2 separate regions of the Rattus norvegicus genome follow, and region 2 is linked to region 1. The links are chromatin contacts, called in public Hi-C maps. All regions are on one chromosome and are shown on one strand. Each heading gives the region's core, a stretch centred on a gene start, on an enhancer-like site or on the middle of the called end of the contact. The rest is flanking DNA. Distances are from core to core; before and after follow the strand shown. Region 1 has its middle 93 kb from the start of Irf8. Region 2 overlaps Foxf1 (forkhead box F1).

Evidence for each region. Hi-C and Micro-C count contacts between places; a contact is called where the count stands out from the background.
Region 2: a contact with region 1 is called in a Hi-C map of the A7r5 cell line, with 7 times the contacts expected there. The contact joins two enhancer-like sites. A contact is called at or near these places in 12 of 12 Hi-C or Micro-C datasets (the A7r5 cell line, the Rat2 cell line, Schwann cells and 7 more) and 1 of 1 datasets of contacts at active chromatin or transcription factors (oligodendrocytes).

What each region holds. Positions count from the first base shown.
Region 1 is chr19:65,789,708-65,795,307 of GRCr8, forward strand. No RefSeq gene overlaps it. Among named protein-coding and RNA genes, the nearest start is that of Irf8, 93 kb to the left of the region's middle. Within about 2 kb of position 1,539, at least 1 of the 93 cell types and tissues checked has an H3K27ac peak or open chromatin away from gene starts, as enhancers often do. A contact at or near this core is called in the A7r5 cell line, where this site is marked.
Region 2 is chr19:66,065,701-66,070,980 of GRCr8, forward strand. Foxf1 (forkhead box F1) reads left to right here. Exons shown (of 2, transcript NM_001401006.1): 2 at 1-727. Among named protein-coding and RNA genes, the nearest start is that of Foxf1, 5.7 kb to the left of the region's middle. Within about 2 kb of position 4,006, at least 1 of the 93 cell types and tissues checked has an H3K27ac peak or open chromatin away from gene starts, as enhancers often do. A contact at or near this core is called in the A7r5 cell line, where this site is marked.

The sequences.
Region 1 (5,600 bases), core at 289-2,788:
GAGCCTCTGTCCCAGGCTCTGTCATCATCTAGCTGCTTGGAAACTCATCATGGCATCCATGTTGTCTGTAGCCCAGGTGGGCTGCCTGGGGACACCCTGAGGTATGATGTTAGCTCGTCCACCAACAGGCAGGGAGCCCCAACATTGGGCTCCTGCCTGCCTCGGTGTCCTGGCAGTGGGCGAGCCCTGCCTCATGCTTGGCTTTGTTTGGAGACAACAGGAGCAGACGGATTCACTCTCTGCAGCGCACTGTAGATATCACTGCTCCTGTTTACACCATCTCCTCCTGATGAAGGACATTTGTGTTCAGACCAAACTCTCTGGGAGCAAGGACTATGATGGGTCAAGAGCGAGTTCAAGTAACTTTGAAATTTTCATCTTGCCGACCTTGCGTTGGGGCTGTGGGTATGAGGTGGTAGGACTGGGGCTGAGCAGACCCCCCAGGAATGACCATAATCTTCCTCTCCCTCTCCGATTCTTCATTTCTCTTTACTTTAAAACAATGGTTTAGCTTATTTTTATCTGTAGTAGGAAAACCTCCAGGTTAATACAAAGGAAGGCAGAGAAGTCCGCTGCCTTGGCCGGCTCTGAGCACTTACCTGCCCCTTCTCTTCAACCCTAATGGTGCTACTCTTCTGTCCTTAGACTGGTGAGGGCAGAGTGAGCGGACACAGAGGAGGAGACAGTGGGTAAGGCCAGGCCAGGAGGGCACAGGGCACCCTGACTGCCAGTGACCTTCCGGAAGCCAAAACTCTCAGATCCAAGGACCCATCTGGAGTGTGTGTGCCAAGATTCCCACCAGAGACAGGCTGGGGTGGGTGGCCAGGGCAGGTGTTCAAGGCCGGGAGCAGCTTGTCTTTGCACATCTGAGCCTTGACTCTCGTGGGGGATTTCATTCACTTATTATTGGAGTTTTGAGACTGGCTCTCAGTTTGTAGCTCAGGCTGGCCTTGAACTCTACGCAACTCTCTGGCCTCATTCTCTAGAGAGCTGGCATCACACGTGTGCTTAACTATGGCTGGTTATAGAGGGAGGGAGCAGCCACCTCCTGGCCTCCGCACCCGGGACATAGCTGAGGGAGTGGGTGGGAGCGCCCACTTCTCTGTGGTGATGTTAGACACTGTGGCTGAGTGAAGCAGACTGGGGCGGGGGAGATGGCACACCAGCATACAGGGGTGTAAGCCCACTGTCGGTCTCTGCTGATGCCTGCACCCTGTGAGGTCCCTTCTGCTTCTGCTGGCTGGCAGCAGGCTCCAGAATCCTGGAAGCAAGCAAGGGGGAGGGGAGGTCTCCAACACTGCTCTCCCCGGAGAGCCTCCTCCAAGCCATCTTAATCCCCAGAGCCTTAGGGGCCTGCTGGTGAGGAGAAGGTTGCTCCCCTCCCCCATATAGAAGCCACATTCCTCAGGTCTCCTTCCTGCCCAGCTACAGTGCCTGCTTCTCAAGGGATGCCTGAGAACTGCTGGACATGTTTTCGGCCTTTCTGCTGCCATCCCATCCCCAAATGACAGCACATTTAGAGGTAACTATTGTTCATGCACCAAGCACAAACGCCTATGAATCACTGCTGGCGGTGTGGTTGTGGCTGCACCAGGAAGGCTGGGCTTTTCCACTTTAGGGAAAGTCCCTTGACCTCCCTGAGCCTCAGTGTTACCATCTGTAATATGGGCACAATGGTACTCAGAGGAGTGTGACCTTGGCAGCCTATGGCACCTCAGGCATCCTTTCTAATTCTCTAATGCTCAGGTGTTAGCCTTCCCCACCACCCTCCACCCCTTGTCTGAGATAAAGCCTTGCTTTTCAACAACACTGGGCTTTAAACTCATGGCAATCCTCCTGTCTCACTCTCTTAGCATGCTGAGATTACTAACAGGAGCCAACATGGCCAGCTACACCCCAGCTTTAAGCAAGGGATGAGACAGCATAGGCAAAGCCTCATTTACCAGCCAGGGGGGAAGCTGTGATGCTCCGCTCGCCCTCCTTGGGGTGCTGGGTGGCCGGAGCTCCCCCTACCTGTCAGGCAGAGGTACAGCAGACACCGGAGCATCCTATGGCTCCCCAGGCCCTGCTTTGCTCAGAAGCAGGAAGAGGGCTGTGCTCACTGGGACCTCAAGCTGCATAACCCACAGAGCCCTAACTCATGTGGTGTCTTCAGCATCTGCCGTTTCATCTGCTCTCAGCTGGAGGAAAACACTATGGTGTCTAATTTGCAGGTGGGAAACCCAGGTAAAGTAGAGAGGAACCAGGGACCTAATGGGCCCTGAGAGCAGAGCCTCCTGGGAAACAGGATGAGAATATCATCATCTCTGACGCAGGTGATCTTCCTGGTCAGGAGGCACCGACTTAGCCCTTGGCTCTTGGAGGCTTCAAGCTGATGTTTTTCTGGGTGACATCTTGGGAACTTGCCTGCTATTAAGACATGTCATTAGAAGCCTGATAGGTTGGTTATGCCTGCTGTCTCAGCACTCAGAGGGTGGAGGCAGGGGGATTGCTGCAAGTTCAAGGCTAGCCTAGGCTAAGTAGTAAGTTCTAGGTTACAGTGTGAAAGGCCACCTCACAGAAATAAGCGAGACAAAAACAAAACAACATTGTCTGGAAGTCTGGATTAGCTGGGGTTCTCTAGAAGAACAGAGTTGATAGAATGAACATACACACACATGCACACACACAGATGCACAGACAAAGGCACACACACACACAGAGAAGCACAGACACTATGTATATTTAGTCATTAGTCCACAAAGCTGGACATCTAACTTGATCTTCAGTAAACACCGGAATCCCAAAGAAGTAAGCTTTAATGCCCACAGAGGAATGGTCTTGCCAGCAGCATAGGGAGAAGCAGGCAAAAAGCAAACGTTTCCTTCTTCCCTGTCCTCTGTATAGACGTTCACCAGAAGGTATGGCCCACATCAAAGGTGGGTCTTCCTGCCTCAAAATATCTGGATTAAGAGTGGGCCTTCCCACATTAAATGACTTAGTTAAGAAACATCCCTCACAGGTGCGCCCAGCCACTTGGGTTTTAGTTCCTTCCAGATGTAGTCAGGTTGACAAGCAAGAGCAGCCACCACAGCATCCTTGTGCTCCTCTGAAGCTGCACACCTCTTGGTTCCTGGTTGCCCAAAGGTTGGTGTCTCATACAGAAATTTCATAAGAGGGGCTGAGGCAGCCTGAGTTCAAAGCCCCTCTCTGGAGAAGCTCCTGGGGTTGGGGAAAGCGGGGCAGAGGGAAATGAAGGTTAGGTTTTTAGAAACAATTGTCAGAGATAGGTCTGGCTAGTGTGTGTATGTGTGTGTGTGTGTGTGTGTGTGTGTGTGTGTGTGTGTGTGTGTGAGAGAGAGAGAGAGAGAGAGAGAGAGAGAGAGAGAGAGATGGGGTGATAGGGATGGGGAGGGAGGGGGATGGGAGAGGGATGGGGAAGGGGGAAGGGGAGAGAGAGAGAGAGAAGCAGCAGCTAATGCAGAGGACATGGAGGGCACCACTTACTGACTTGCTCCCCATGGCTTGCTTAGCCTGCTTCTTTATAGGACCGGGCCCTCCCCTATCAATCGTGAATTAAGAAAATGCCTTACAGGCTTACCTACAGCCTAATCTTATTTTCTTAACTGAGGCTCCTTCCTTTCAGATGAATGTCGCTTGTGTCAGGTTGACATAAAATGAGCCAGCACAGCCTACCAGGTAAGCACTCCTCAACCGAGCTTCGTCCTCGGTTCTGTTTTTACTCTGTAGCCCAGGTTGGCCTAGAACTCACTCTATGGCCCAGGTCACCTCCAGTTGAGTGGCAGGTGTGAGAGGACTTCATCATCAGGCTTGGCTTGCAAGGCCTTCTAAAAAGCCCAAGCTCACAGTCAGGATAATGTCTGAGGGTCACACAGAGGGTCTCAGGTGGGGCAAGAAGCCAGGTCCTTTCACAGCAGAGGGAAGGGTGAGCCTGCCCCTCTCTGGCTCCTGGCAGCTGTACCCAGCCCTATCCTTCCGTCCGAGTCCACCCCTCCTGCCCTATTGTCTTCTGCCTCCCTGGCTCTCAGCGACCTTCCCCAGCCACCATGTTCTGGAAAAAATATTCTCACATTTTTCTTCCAACACAGGCTCAAACATAAACAGCCCCGGATGGTGGGCATCCGGACTCCGGGTCCCATCGGCTCTATCCGGCATCGTCATTTCCCCAGAGAGGGTGGAGGGTGAGTGGTGAGGCTCAAGCCAGGCATTCACATGTCTGAGGGGTGGCAAGGACAAATGGGCGTCTCTGGAACCGAGATGGGATGGCCCATGTTTATCCTGCTGGCCATATGACCCTTCGTTCTTACTTCATAACTTGGGCCTCTGTCTCACTTCAGGGGAAGTTTGCAGCTCACAGGTAAAGTGCTGACTGAACTACCAGAACCACTATCCCTGTCTGCCATCGGGGCAGATAAACCATTGGTCATTGGGCAGGTTTTCTCAGGCTTGGGGAAGCCCATGTCTTTGCACACTTGAAGCAGAGCCCGATGGGTACCGGTCAGTAGGTATCTTCCAAAAGAGTCCCCCATTGGTGGTGCGTTGGCCCCTTGGAGTTTAAGGGGACTTGATAGGGACTAACAGCTTTAGTTGCAGACTAGTGTCTGTTGTGTGATTTGGAACAGTGTCCCTGGACCTAGGCTTGCTGCATTCCAAGTTTTAAAAGTTGGCTTGCTCAGCAAGGTACAATGGCATATGGCCTGGAGCTAGCAGCTCAGTCAGTGGCTAATGTAGGAGGGTTTCAGGGCCTTAGGTCCTCAGGGATAGTCTAGACAAGAGAGGGAACCATCTCAAAGGCACAATGAAACGAAAAGTTGCAGACTCAGGAAGTGATGCATTTGTGTGTGCTTGTGTGTGCGTACAGAAGTACATAATATATATGTCTATGTGCCTATATGTGCGTGCATAAATACATACAAGTATATGTCTATGTGCCTATGCATGTATGTGCATATATACATACATACAGGTATATGTTTATGTGTCTGTGTACACACAAACATGTGCCAGTGTATGCATATGTACGTTGCTGTGCACACATACATGTGTGGACATGTGAATGTGTGCATGTGTGTGTGTGGTGTACATGTATGTTTGTGTATGAGCATAAGCTTATGCATACATGTGTATGCATGTGCATGTGTGTGGCACAGCTGTGAATGGAAGTGCGTGAAGCTCCAGAGTGAAACTAGGGGTTCTCGCTTTTCACCCCAAAGACAGCCAGCCCTGAAGATCAGTAGGCAAGGTGCTGGAGGCCCCCCCAACTCCTCTCACCCGGTGGGTGGGGTGGTCATCTGCCGTACCATCCATCACTCCTGAGTGTCAGCGTGGCCTCAGCGAGAGATAGCTGAGGAAAAATGACCTGGGCCGCTGGTGCACTTATCTGGCCCAGAGCCTGCGAGCCCTGTCAAGCGTGGGCGGCTCATTTGTCAAAGTGGAACTGGCTGCTGCTTGCCAGGGATCACGGCACCCAGTGGTCCTCCCTTGGGCCGCTATGTCCTGGGATCTGCCACTGGAGTTCTTTGTAGTCTCTCAGTTGACTTGGAGAGACTGTGTTGTGCAGAACAGAGGCCCATGGGTGACATGGTGGCTGAATTCCCTGG
Region 2 (5,280 bases), core at 2,756-5,255, 280 kb after region 1:
ATTCCCCTCCCCCAAACCCGGGGTCTCCTCCAGCGATCACAGGTGAATCTTTGTGGGAATGACACAGATATCTGGAGCCACTGTTTGTCCTTTTTAAAAAGAAAACAGTGTCCGGCCGCCGAGATGCTGCCCCAGCCTCTGGCCCCTCCATTTCCTCCTTCCTCCAGCGTCTTTCACCTTACTCAGAGTCACATTCTGACGTCTTCCCTGGGTGTTTTTCTGTCTCTGCCGTGGCTTTCGGAAAAGAAAGGAGCACATTGGGATGTGGGGGGCCCGAGGCTCGATCCGGCCGGTGTAGTCGAGGCGCTCTGACACCGTAGACAGGCTTAGCCTGTTATTTATTCTGCTTTCCTTCCTACTCAAAACACCACGTAGCCCTGCCCTCTCCGTATTAATGGTGTGACTTGGTTGGCAATATTTGCCGTGTAGAATTGTTGATGTTGTTGTTGTTGTTGTGGTTTGTTTTAGATATCCATTGTACATTTGAAACGAAGACCAATCCATGTAAAAACAAATTCCCATATGTTTTATATAAATATATATAATATGAAGGACTGCCCAACCCCACCCCCCATTTTAGTATTTTGGCCGCAAAAGGTGCGGCATCTGTGACACATATTTTAAACCTCCTTTCTGCACTGTATCAAAGGGACAGTCTGAGGGTATGCTTTTTGTGTACTTTTTTTTCCTACAAAAAGAACAAAAATAAAAATGTGTAACATTTGTACAAGGCCTCTGAAACCCTTGCTGCTAGACGTAGATGCGAATGGCTGGTTTATTGGGGGATAATACACCAACTCATTGTCACCCCAGGAACTTCAGCTCTCTGGGGGTGGGGGGATTAAATCTAGGTGATTCTAAACTTTGTTTTGCCTAATTAGCCCTCCTCGTCCTTTATTTCACGCTGGAGTAAAAGCTGAACAGGGATAACTTTTTCTTCGTTTCTGTCTTTTGAAGATGAACCACCCGTCGTCCCTCTAAACGTCGTCATTCCTTAGCTTGAAGAAATAATCAAACATTTAAAGAAAAACTATAGTCCTTCATCTCAGGGGAAAGCAAGTGCGCGCACGCACAAGCACACGCGGTTTTACGTACGTTTGTGTATAATTATTTTTGCTCCCCTGAGCCCAGTGTGCCCTTCATTCCTGGCGTGAGCCTGGCCGCTCTTGCGTTCGGTTGTGGCTAACGAAACAACTTCAAAGCTTTGTTTGTTTGCTTTACTTATTTTGTCTACTTTTATTTTTTAATTGCCCGATGTCCTTCTCCTGTGGAGTCCTGTAAAAACCCAGTCAGGAAGGGACCATCGGTGGGTGCTCAGGGATCCGCCCACGCACCCGCCCCGAACCTATTTCCCTTTTAAAACGTATTTTTTCCTGCCTCTTCTGGAGACAAGGAACAGCTAAGCCCGGGTCTCCCCTGATCACCATCTCCATCGCCAACCGCCCACCTAGGAAAACAAACATAATAAACCGTATGTTTGGTGCCGCGGTCCTGACCCACCTCAGTGTCTGCGCACCGTGGGGTCGGGCCTCAGAACCTGCTTCTTCTCAGACTTGACATTCTGGACGGGAGGGTAATTTCTGCGGTGCTCTGTTACATCAAAATTATCAATAAACTAGTCCGGGCAATTAATGTCCCCAACTAACAGCTGTCTATAAAACCCAGATAAAGAGGACAGGGAAAAGCCGGAGCTGGGGCGTCTGGAGCATCGGGCGGGGGCTGCGGCCTCGCTGCTCTCCCAGTCCCGCGCCCTGAAGCAGGTTCGAAGCCACCGGCCGGCTCTCCTCCGCAAGCCGAGGCCTCCCCTCGGGCAGGAAAGCAGGTAGATTCGCTGCCTAGAGACCCGGCGCCTCCCTTCCCAGGGCAGACTGAGCCCCAATAAGGACAAGCAGAGTGCGGAGGCGGCCCGGATCCGATCCGTGTCCCGGCGGCCTGCGGCGGACCCCGGATTCCGGCTTATCACCAGGCTCTTGTGCGGGGGTTCAGTGGGATTTCCCAGCTCCCCCACATCAGGGTCAGCTGGGTGGAAGTCACCCAGAGTCGCCTGGAGCAGAACTGGCCAGGACCCAGGGGATGGGGGCCTGGCTCTGCCTCTCGCCTGATCTGTCGCCGGAGGGTGAGAGGGAAAGTCCGGCCTTCCCCGGAGGAGGGCCGGGATCCAGGCAAGCTTAGAACGTCCTGATTCGGCCGGGAAAATCGCCTAGCAGCGGGCCGAGGTCTCTGGCCGCCGCTTTGGTGGCACCCGGGTTTCTGCAGGGCACATTTTGGCTTAGCTCGTGGTAGAAAGCTCTTACCTCGGTGCCCAAGAAAGCATTCCGGCACCTGCAGCACGAGTGTCGCTCGCGAAATTGTGAGTGCTTACTGTCCGCTCAGCGCACAGTGAGAGTGCGTTAGTTATGGCCAAGTGACCCTTGCAGAACAATGCATTCGCACTAGCTGTGTGTGAGGGAGAAGGCCCGGAGATGGACCTGCCGCAGGGAGGTACAAAGCTTCTCCCTGTGGGTAAATAACACAGTCCCCTCCTCAACCTCCTCCTTCGTACCTGGGTGCACAGCCTCTGAGGCCCTCCACCTCTGGGTCCCACAGCCCTAGGCAGAAGGAGAACGGGGTTTGTGAGCAGTGATGTGCAGGCCCTGGCCTACAGAGGCGCAGTCTATACACTGTTATCTTTTCTCTTTGGGTTTGAAGGGTCCGAGGCAGGGAAGGGTTGGTACTACACCAAAACCTGGCTCCCCGTCTGCCAGGCCCCCACCAGTGACTTTGTTCCCAGGAGGGAGTGGAAATATTGACCTGGAGTCCTTGCCCTGGGGCCACCTGGCATTGTGTAAACCAAGCCACCCTTCATCTTTGAATTCCTCTTCTCTGACCATCTTGTTCCAGTGAGGTGGAGCAGTGACGTGCTCAGGAGAAAGGGGACATATTTTCCTGGCACCCAGAACGGTGGCCTTTAGACTCCTGGGGTTTCTCACTATAAGGATGGGGAACACTGCAAGTAGGAACCAAGCCACACTTTCCAGGAGCCTCCTCTTCCGAGCTTCCTGTGAGCATCCAGTTGGGGGATAACCTAACAGCAGGTTTGGGCCTGACACTCCCACACAGACTACCAGAATGTTCTGACACTTGGTCTCAGGATGGGAGAAGAAAAGTCACTTTATTTCTGCCCGTGGCTCTGTGAGACCCACCACATGGGGGTAGAGGGGGTCTGTTCCAGTCTGTTACTATCTGGGGGAGAGACGGGGAGGGGAGTCCCCACCCCTTGACAGGCCCTCCCCACAGATTGACAGGAGCCTCGGTAAGGGCTGAAGTGTCAGCTCTTCTTGGATCAACTTCTGGAGACCCTGCTGAGGTAGCTTGGTCTGGCCTCTGCTGCCCTCTCCTGCCTGCTCTGGCTTCAGTGGCAGTTTGGGAATGACCCGCGTAACAGGCACAGTGTCTGGAGACACTCTGATCTGCACAGTCCCGCCCTCTCCACAGGAGACACCTTGGCCCGTCCTCAAAATGCCCCCTTAGGTGGCTCTTACTCTTCCTCCCCCAACCCCAGGCCTGAAAGCCAAACTCAGAGAGGACAGGGGCAAAATAAGAACACGAAGGCCTGGGACTCAGTCCCTGGGCTTTCAGACCCCAAAGCCTTGTTTTACTCAGTGACCCATGGTAGGCAGAGAGGGGGAGTGCTGAGGAGACTGGATCCAGCCCACCATTCCCACTGAGCCCAGAAGGGCCAAAGCTCCCGGAGGACTCCTGCTTCCCTCTCAGAGTTCCAAAGACCGCCATTCCTATTCTCCCCACAGCTCCCTTTCTTCCTTCCACTCCTCAGTACAGTGGAAATAAACAGCAGGCTAAAGTTGACACAGGACTGGGGAAGCTGGGCGGCAGTAGGGTGCAGCTGTCTGATTGTGTTTCTCAGATGTGGGCTCTCCTGAAGGATCTCTCCTTCTTTGCTGCAAGTGTGGGGGGTGGGGGCAGTACCAGTCGCTGGACTCTGAGCTACCTTGAAGAAATACTGCGGCTCACCGGATGAATCAGACTGTGGAGCTTCAGTGATGAGCTTGTATTTCCTCACTCCCTGCCCACTTCTCTCTCCGCTCCTCCCACCCCACCCCCACACTCTACGATGGGTTTTGTAGCCGGGGTCTCACTCTTAGGATGCCATCTACCCAGCTTTCTACTCCCACCTGTGAGATACTGTCTGGCGAGGAGGAATATGATCCAACAGATAAGGAGTGGCCGTGACTGTTCAATTCACCCACACTGAGTGCCCACAAGGACCACACTGAGCACCCGTGGGCACCTGCCATCAGACTCCTTCACAGAGGACAGGCGGGCACAGCCCTGCTGTTGCCAGCTGATGGACTCTGTCCGTAGTCCCCTGGGTGCTCATATAGAAACTTTTGAGGAGAACCTGGGAAGGAGGGATTATCAAGATGGGACAGGGCGGTGCTCTGCTGAGAGCAGGTGCGGGATCCTGCCGCTGTGAAGGGATGTCACTGGGCTTGGGTCACCCAAGAGACAATGGGGTAGAACCGCCTGAATATAGTTTAAAAAGTTAGCCCTTCTAAACTCAGCCATAATGCTGGCAGGGCCCTTTCAATGGGCCCTTTGCCTGGCCAGGGCAGAAAGCATGGCTGGCACCCAGCCCGCATTACACAGTTCTGGTGTTCAATGCCCTTGTGGTGAACAGCACTGGCCTGGGGAGGGACCGTGTGCTAAACCTCTCTGAGCATCTTATTAAAACTAGTGACATCACATCAGGGAGGCAGGGGCTCCATGTTCCCAGTCACAGCCATGTGGAAGAATGCCAGGTTCTTAGATGTCCCTGAAAAAGGACAACTTGTCTGTCTTTGGGAATGTGTTCTAGATAGGCACACGATGTCTCTGGGTTCCTATGGCAGGGGCCTGACAGGCCTGGGCTCTTACTGGACCCCTAGCACCACTCCAGTAGTGGAGCTGGGTCAAAGAAGTGGACCTGTGTGTGAAGGAAGGACCTATGCGGGACCTTCTGCTACACAGGAGGGCAGGGCATCAGGTAGGCAGGGGGCGGGGGAGGGAGCAACAGGTCACACTTTGTTGTAGTGTCAAAACAGGGAGAGAGCTCAAGGTTAGGGACCCTTTGAAAAGAAGAGGGAAACTCAGATACTGCGTGAGAAGCTCCCTGGGATTTTGTCCCTCGCTATCTCTCTCGATGAGACAGCGCCCCCTGCTGTCCGTTTCTCACAGTTCATGTTAGAACTACGGGAAATGCGTCTTCACCAGGTGCCCAGATGAGCGGACCCTATTCAAGGC